Regions from separate parts of the Macaca mulatta genome. Here region 2 is linked to region 1. Evidence: chromatin contacts called from public Hi-C data. All regions are on one chromosome and are shown on one strand. The core of a region is the stretch at or near the end of the contact, and the rest is flanking DNA. Distances in the headings are between cores, read along the strand shown.

What was found. Hi-C and Micro-C count contacts between places; a contact is called where the count stands out from the background.
Region 2: a contact with region 1 is called in a Hi-C map of fetal cortical plate, with 2.9 times the contacts expected there. The contact joins the promoter of ODR4 here to the promoter of IVNS1ABP in region 1. A contact is called at or near these places in 2 of 14 Hi-C or Micro-C datasets (fetal cortex germinal zone and fetal cortical plate).

The regions. Positions count from the first base shown.
Region 1 is chr1:42,766,820-42,771,030 of T2T-MMU8v2.0, reverse strand. IVNS1ABP (influenza virus NS1A binding protein) reads left to right here and starts at 2,029. Exons shown (of 15, transcript NM_001265910.1): 1 at 2,029-2,278.
Region 2 is chr1:43,804,541-43,808,751 of T2T-MMU8v2.0, reverse strand. It overlaps ODR4 (odr-4 GPCR localization factor homolog), which reads right to left and starts at 2,109. Exons shown (of 14, transcript NM_001260697.2): 1 at 1,976-2,109. It overlaps TPR (translocated promoter region, nuclear basket protein), which reads left to right and starts at 2,194. Exons shown (of 52, transcript XR_013417135.1): 1 at 2,194-2,391; 2 at 2,763-3,071.

The DNA of each region.
Region 1 (4,211 bases), core at 780-3,279:
CAAGAGTAGTGAGGTAATATTTTTGGGCCATGGTTGACAAAATCTTGGAAAGTGAAACCAAGGATAAGGGGGACTGCTACATTAAGAGCAAAATCTTACAACATAATTTGTTACTTTAAGAGGTTGAAATTAGCCATCAAGTTCCCTGAAAGGCAAATGGAATGCATAAGTTATGCCATTATTCATAGAGAAGGTAATAAGAAAATTTGAAATTCCATACAAAGCAAAAATACAATGAGTGTAGGCACACTGTAGCTTTAAGAAAAGTGTTGACTGTTTCAGGTCACAAAGGCACTATTTAGAGTACAGCAAGTGTGACCATGTATCCAACAGGCCATGCAGTCATGTGCCTACCCAGAGTGGGCAATTCACACTCTCCCACTGGAAGGATGAAACCCATTGTATTAAAAGAGCTTGAAAGGTACGTACCCTGATAGTTTCATTTGTAATAAAAGTAAACATTGCTGTCAGTTATTATCAGCAAGACAAAACAAGAGCGCAGTGTCAAATGTCAGTCTTTTTCCCCTTAAGAAAGATATAAAAATCACACTAATAGACATCTTAGTTCTTGTTTCATCCTACAGTTGAATTCTCAGTGGTGGGGTCAGGGGAGACATGCAAGAAATCTGTGAGGAAAAAAGGGGCGGGGAATAAGTCTCATTGCCTCAAGATTTTAGAATAAAAAGTTGTAAACCTTCTATTGCAGATGAAGGCTCCCAAAATTTATTTTTCCTGCTTCCATAAGCATAAATAAAGATAAAAACGGGAAGAGGTATTGACAAAGAGCTCCTAGAATGTCTACAAATTTAGGTGAGTGATCAAACACAAAGTTAGGCCTAGACAGCTTAAGTGTCCTCCACAAATCAGGATAAGCGTAACAGGACATTAACCTGGAAGCCTTTACCAAACTCTAATTTGGATATAATTTTACCTCACTACATCCCGCTCCTTCAATCAAAAAACCTTTCCTGCCTGCCCTTCAGAGTCCACGAAGTTGCTGCCAGATCCCAGCTTAAATCACGTTTCGCTTTCACAGATCTCCCTCCTGGGCAAGGTGGTGGTGTGGATAATGAAGTCTGGCACCTGGTCTAAAGGGCCCCAGGAGGTTAGGATAGGAACTACCACTTCTCAGGCCTGTTTTGTTTTTCCGGAAGAGGGCAAGACCAGTAGAGAACTGACTCAGCGTCTCCAACAAAAGGAGAGCTGCACGCAGACAAAACAAACCCGGGGCGGGGGGGTGGTGAAAACTGGAAGTAAACTGGTGTTTGTGGCACCACTGATAGTATTATACCTTCTCTGACTTCTCCAATTGTTTTTTTCCCCAAGTGACTCAATCTTCTCACCCAAACCAGGCCAAATGAGGGGTTAGTTGTTCGACTTCTTCTGAGAGTGCCTCTTTTCTTTCTCACACTCTGCAAGCCTCCTCCCCGCACACGCCACTTCCCCCCGACCCCAAAGTTAAGGACTCATGCCCAGCTAGATCCTAATGTCCACGGCGAGCAGCTGCAGTCTAGGGGGTTGCCTAGAAGTAGGTCTGACGCCGAGCAATCTAATCTCCCACGTCTGATCTTTCAGGCTATTGTGCCTCGAGGGGAAGTCAGAACAGGTGAGGGCGGCTGGAGGGAACCAGTTCCGGGACAGGCAACGCACTGGACGAAGTGAGGGTGTGGGGCAAGAAACGGAGGGAGGGACAAACGCGCGATAAAGAACGAGGGCGCCCCCCGAGCGCCGCCTATCTCCTCAGATCACCTTGCGCTGACCTAGTTGCACCGAGAAAGAAGGAACCCCAGTCGAAGAGGGAGGAGGGCGGGGCGGGATGTGGGCGGGGCCGCGGGCGGAGGCGGGGCCTAGAGCGGGATCTTTATGGGGCTCGCCTGTGATTTGCAGATGGATTCGAGACGGAAGCGGGCTGGGAGGGGTTGGCGGCGGCGGCGCACGTGGTGACGTGCAAGGGGGTGCGGCGCGAGCGGTCGGCGGCGGCAGAGGCAGTGTCTCCCGGTGGCGCGTGGAGGTCGGTCGCTCAGAGCTGCTGAGCGCAGTTTCTGCGCCTGCTGCTTCGGCGCGGCTGTGTCGGCGAGCGAGCGAGTTCCCGCGAGTTCTCGGTGGCGCTCCCCACTCCTCTCAGTCTCCACGGACTGGACCCTTGTCCTTCTACTTGACCGCTCCCCCCTTCCGCCGCCTCCTGGCGCCTTCCGTTGGGCTGATTCCCGCCCGCTTCCTCCTGCTTCCCATCGAAGCTCTAGAGATGAATGTTTCCATCTCTTCAGAGATGAACCAGGTAATACGCGCTGGTTCTACGAACGGCAGATGAGGGACAGGGCGCGGCTAGAATCCGAGATGAGGGGATGGCGCCGGCGGATGGGAAGAGGGTAGGAGGCGCGGAAGCGGTGTCCTCATCAGAGGAGGCAGCCCCAAGCGGCGGCCGCCGCCGCCGCCGCCCTCTGGGACGTGAAGCCCGCGCCGCGCTGGGCCGGCGCTCCAGCGCTGCCATGGTTGCCGAGTCGCGTTGGCGGCCGAGAGCGGGCGCTGGCCGCCTCGGAGAGCGCGGAGGCTCGAACCCCTTTTCTGCACTGGCGCGGGGGAGGCAGGCTGGGAGGAACGAGAGTTTTTTGCTCGAAGGGTTTTGGGAGGCCTGGTTAGGGCGCCGCCGGGAGGGGATGACCAGCCGGAAGGAGGGCGCGGGACTCCCCGTTCTTGCTGTCAGGAGCGGACGCCTCTCCTTGGGTTTGCCTGGGGTGTGGGATTCTCTTCTGGAAGAGCTCCCAGGACTTGGCGCGTGTGGGCGGGCAGCCAGCCCCGGGCCTGGAGTAGGGTGGCACGGAGTCCCCGATCGCCGTGGGCCGCGGGGTCCTTTGTTCCCGCTCCACGTTGCCCGCTTTTCTTGCCAAGCGCGGGGAGAAGGGGGCGGGAGGAGGGAGGGAGCGGCTGCCCTGACGTGTCGGTACTGAGTGACTGCAGGGCTGGCCAATCCCGGGCGGGGGTGTGCGGGCGCTGGGGGCCTCGCCTAGCAGCCTTCGGAGTGGGCGCGGGCCTGACCGCGCGCGGAGGAAGGCCTGGGACGCTTTTTCTTTTTTATGAAAGAAATAAGTGGCAAGATTTGCTCTTTTTCCGTCCCTCCACGCTTTTGGTTAAGTGTCTCTGATTATAAGCTCTTGATGATAGATAGGAAGGTATCAGGCTGAGGGTTGAACCTAGGGTAAATTGAACCACTAGTTGAGAACTACATTTACTTCCCCCGCCCCCCGCCCCGGTCCGTAGTGGACGTATCTATTGGTTTGAGGCAGCTGACATTTCAAGGAGAAATGCAGATGTCCAAGAGGGCGCATTTTGTTCATGTCTGTTGCAGTGATGGAGCTTTAGAACACCTTGGCGTCAAGCTATTCGTTGTGTTGTGATCTTCTGTCTACTAATAGATGACAACTCTGGAAGCCTAGTACCACTCTTAACAGATGAATAAGTACAGCATAGACTAGAGTGCCACAGGCCATGCTTTCTTTTAATAATTCTAGCACCAGTGATTGATTTAGGAAAAACAAAATACTGATGATTACTTTTAGGCTAAAGCCTGCTGACACTTCTGTCTTAAAGATACTGAAGGAGTAGTTGTATTGGTTAAGTCTGGACGTGAGGTAAACACGGACTTTAGAATTGGATTGAGACTAGTATCATTTAATGCCAGCTGGCAGGCTACTTATCAAGTCCATAATTTGGTAGCCAGAGGTAAACGGAACTTGAGCCACTGACCAAAGAGAGCCCTGGAATGGTTTTCCTGTGTTTTCCTAATAAATGAAATCTCTAGTTAACTGATAGATACTAATTTCTATAGCCAATAATTTGTAGTTGATTTTCTAGCTTTCCCCCCAAGACAAAACATTTCAGGTTTTAGTCTTAGTTTTAAATTAGTCTTTTTGGCTACTTGGTTTTGGAAGGTGGGATTTTGTTTTTCTTGCTTGAAGGATTTGTTAGATGGTAATTAAATGTAGTTTTGCAAATACGTTTTTAAATATGCTTTCCTGTTAAGGAAGTATCTTAATAATTGATATTAAGATGAAGTAACTCTAAGTAAGTCATTTCATCCACTTTTTAGCAGTGCGATTGTATAGTCAAATCCTGCAAATAGGAATTCTTAAAGGTTGGGGGTCTTCCCACGATGTCATGTTCTAGTGTGTGTGTGTAAATTGAAGGTATTGTAAGAGAGTGATTTCTGGGTT
Region 2 (4,211 bases), core at 860-3,359, 1.0 Mb before region 1:
TGGTATATCTGATACCAGTAAACTGTCAGTCACAAGATGGTTTTGCATTTTAAAATTAAAGCCCAGAGAATGGATTCAAGTTTGAACTGTCCTACTAGAGGCTGTTTCATTATTGTTTCAACGAGCTTGCTCAGTTTTGTCTCAAAATACGTTAATTTCTTCCTAGCTCTTTTTTGACAACAATAGACGTGAATCAGATTTGCATATCATTTTTTAGAGACTAAGTCTAGGAATGCTTGTCTAAATATCACTGATGCCTCTGTGAAGTTAAGGGCTTTTACCTTTTAGTAATGCCTTAAGGTACGAAATTCTATATATAAACTTTCCTCTACTTCATCATATTATACTCCTTTTCCTTCTGCTCTAATAATTCTTAATTCTTGCAACAAATACAAATAATTCCAAAGTTATATTTACCCTTTTAACCTTAGTTCTTCTAGGGTGTCACTAATAGCCATATTAATGTGTAAGAAACTCAGTGCAATAGAGAGGTGAAAATCTGTTCAATTATGAAATCGGATTGAATGTCAGATAAATTTTTCTTTAGAGCTCTTTCAAAATGTTTAAATGTAGTCAACCATACTTTATAAAAGGCAGTACTAAAAATATATATAGTCAGCTTTCCATATCTGTGGTTTCCACTTCCATGTAGCCAACCAACCACAGACTGAAAGAAATTCTATTTTAAAAAAGCATGATTACATCTGTACCATTAGTGCAAAGATGTTTTTTCTTGTCACTATTCCCTAAACAATACAACAACTATAGCATTTACATTGTATTAGGCATTATAAGTAATTTACAGATGATTTAAAGTATCCAAATGCTACACCATTTAATATAAGGAACTGGAGCATCCATGGATTTCGGTATCCATGGGGTGGGCAGGTGAGAGGGTCCTGGAACCAATGCTCCACGGACACTAAGGGACCACTGTATTTTGCCTTATAGGGTCATAATTTTCCAGAAATGTTGTATATCAGCCAAAGCCTTTGTGATCCAAGCACTGTAACTGACACAACTCACTCTTCCTGGGCTCCGGTTTCCTAATCTATAAAATAAAGCATTTGAATCCTAGCAGATCTGAAAACCTATCTAATGTTAGGATTCTGTGAATCTAAATACAGAAAATCTACATTTCCCAAATGACAGATCAACAGTATGATAATACTGTGCGCTTAGGACATAGCATAATACTTCATATACCAGCAACTTTAATTACAGTGCTTATCTAAAAAGTATTTTGGGGGAAAAATCAACCTTAAGCTCCGCTGCTGATTTATTTTTCCTTAGTTATTACAAAATATCACAAAATGCTTCCATTTATATTTCTTAGATGGCTTCACAACATGATTCAAAAGTAGGAACTAGAGAAAAAGAATAAATTTCATATAAAAAATAAATCTCCAATTCACAGAAGGCCCACGACTGTGGGAACTGCAGAGAGAAGACATTGGGAATGCATTATTTACAATGAATAATTTAATAAATTCTTTCTGAAGAGTAATTAAACACGAAGCAATCTACGGATTGAGCTTTAAAATTACAGAATTATGATCTGGAAACATGCAAGTTCTATTACTGTAGCAATTAACAGTGTTTAAAAACTTCAGTTATAACAGTTTTCAATTTTAAAAACAATATAATGTTAGGTAGCAATTTCTGCAACGAAAAATTTAAAACACAGGCTACACTCAAAGTGCTAACGGTTTCTTTTAATTCTCCTCCTGAAGAATTAACCCGGGTCCTTAAATTCCCGGGTACTGTATCACTCAGTACCACCTCTCCACCGCCAAAAACCATTTAGGTACGCCGTTTCACACAAGGTAAGTTCGTCAGAAGTGTGTGCCGGAGTGACTGTCCATATGTTTCCAACACTCTGTCCCTTCCTTTTTCTCTTGAAAAGGGAGCTGTGTGCTCTAGTGCACACGCACGCGCACACACACACACATACACTACATTTAGGCTGACTTACCTGTTTTCAGAATGTGCACTCGTGGCCGACAATTACCTCGGACAGTCTGTCTGCTGGAGATGGGGTTTGGGGGCGCAAGTACCAGCCTCTAGGGGCCAGATTCCCTCCGGTCTCAATTCACTGCCACTTAATTCATCAGAAAGCGACCTACTTCCCACACCTCACTTCCCACTCCAAAGCTAGGGTCTTGGGAGTCAGGTGGCGCAGATTGATGACGTAAAACGCCCCCCTCCCTTCACCGCAGAGCCTCAGCCAAAGCGACTGCGGTCGCCACCCCGCCCCCTTCTGGGCGCCATAGAGAGCGTGGCGGTAGCCTGGAGCCTGCCGTCCGCCCCTACCGGGACCGATGCCCTCTAGTGGCTCAGTGTCCAGAAGCCGCCAAAGAGGACGATCCATGGCATCCCGGGGCTTTGATGGTAAGGTCACCAGCTCTTCAGGGAGGGCCATGGGGTGACGAGTACGTATGTGGCGCCACCGTGCGGACAGCGGTTACGGAGCGGAGATAGGAGAGCCAGGGGGGCGGGGAGAAAAACGGAAACTGAAAGGGCGGTGCGGGATTGGGCTCGCGGAAGGGAATGAGAAAAACACTACATTTCCCAGAGGCCTACAAGGCCTGAAGTGGGTGGAGCTGGAAGCCGGAAAATTGAGTGCGCAATAGGATCGGGGTAGCAGCTGAGCTCGGGTTCCCAGGGTGCGTAGCTTCCAACGGCTGCGCGCGCACTTCGGTCGCGGGCGGTGAGGTGCTGTTGCTGAAGTGCCGCCGCTTAGGCTGGACTCGATTTCCCAGGGTCCCGCCGCGGGAGTCTCCGGCGGGCGGGCGCGCGCGAGCCACCGAGCGAGGTGGTAGAGGCGGCGGCCCAGGCGTCTGGGTCCTCCTGGTCTTCGCCTTTCTTCTCTGCTTCTACCCCGTCAGCCGCTGCCACTGGGGCCCCTGGCCCCACCGACATGGCGGCGGTGTTGCAGCAAGTCCTGGAGCGCACAGAGCTGAACAAGCTGCCCAAGTCTGTCCAGAACAAACTTGAAAAGTTCCTTGCTGATCAGCAATCCGAGATCGATGGCCTGAAGGGGCGGCACGAGAAATTTAAGGTGGAGAGCGGTAAGTGAGATGCTCTTTCCGCACTTGGTTATGAGCTTGACTCTCGCCCTTTGGGTCTGGTCTTCCCCCTATCAAGTTGGCACTGGGTACCACGCTGTTAACCTCACTTCCTGGGCTCTTTGGATATCCTGAGCCTTCGCTTTCCTGCTCCTTACAGTTTGATAAGAAGCCTTTGAAAAATAAAATATGAATCTAAGTTTAGTACCATTTTCTTTGTCATTAGGGTAGGCTCATATAGGGACTCTTATTTCTCTTCGTCCGACAAACGGGAAACAGACTTGGCTGGAGTCTGCTAACCCATCTCTCTGAGCCTGGAGTACCTTGTATGTTTTGTTGCACTTCAACTGGTAGTGGCTCCGCCCTATTTTCTAGTCACCTGCATTCTAGGCCTTTGCCAAATTGACCACTCTGTGCACTTGTTCTTAGTGTGTGCGTCGTCCCGTGGCCCCAGAATGAATTACATGTTTACGAAAATGAATATTAGGTGCATAAGAGCGCTGGAAACACAGTGAACGTGCAGTACATAAATGTAATGTATCTGATTTCTCTCAAAAAGTTGGAGTTTGATAGAAAACATTAAAATTTTCTTGTAATTACCTAAAGTAGGCCTTTAAGTAAGAAAGTTACTGACAATAATGGCTTGAACATCCTTGAAAAAATATGAAGAATATAGTAATTACCATTAGTAAAATACAAACTTACTGATAATGTGTTTTGGTTTACCATTTGTTTGGGGAAGTTAATGCTGTTCTTGCTAAGTTGACTGGAAATTCTGAACAAGTTTTTACTTCAAAAAAAGTGTAACTGTCTGCTGGGCGCATTGGCTCACACCTGTAATCCCAGCACTTTGGGAAGCCGAGGCGGGCGGATCACGAGGTCAGGAGATCGAGACCATCCTGGCTAACACGGTGAAACCCTGTCTCTACTAAAAATACAAAAAAAAAAAAAAAAAAAAATTAGCTGTAGGTGGTGGCGGGCGCCTGTTGTCCCTGCTATTCGGGAGGCTGAGGCAGGGGAACAGCGTGAACCCGGGAGGCGGAGCTTGCAGTGAGCTGAGATCCAGCCACTGCACTCCAGCCTGGGCTGCAGAGGGAGACTCTGTCTCAAAAAAAAAAAAAAAGTAAAAATAAGTGTAACTGT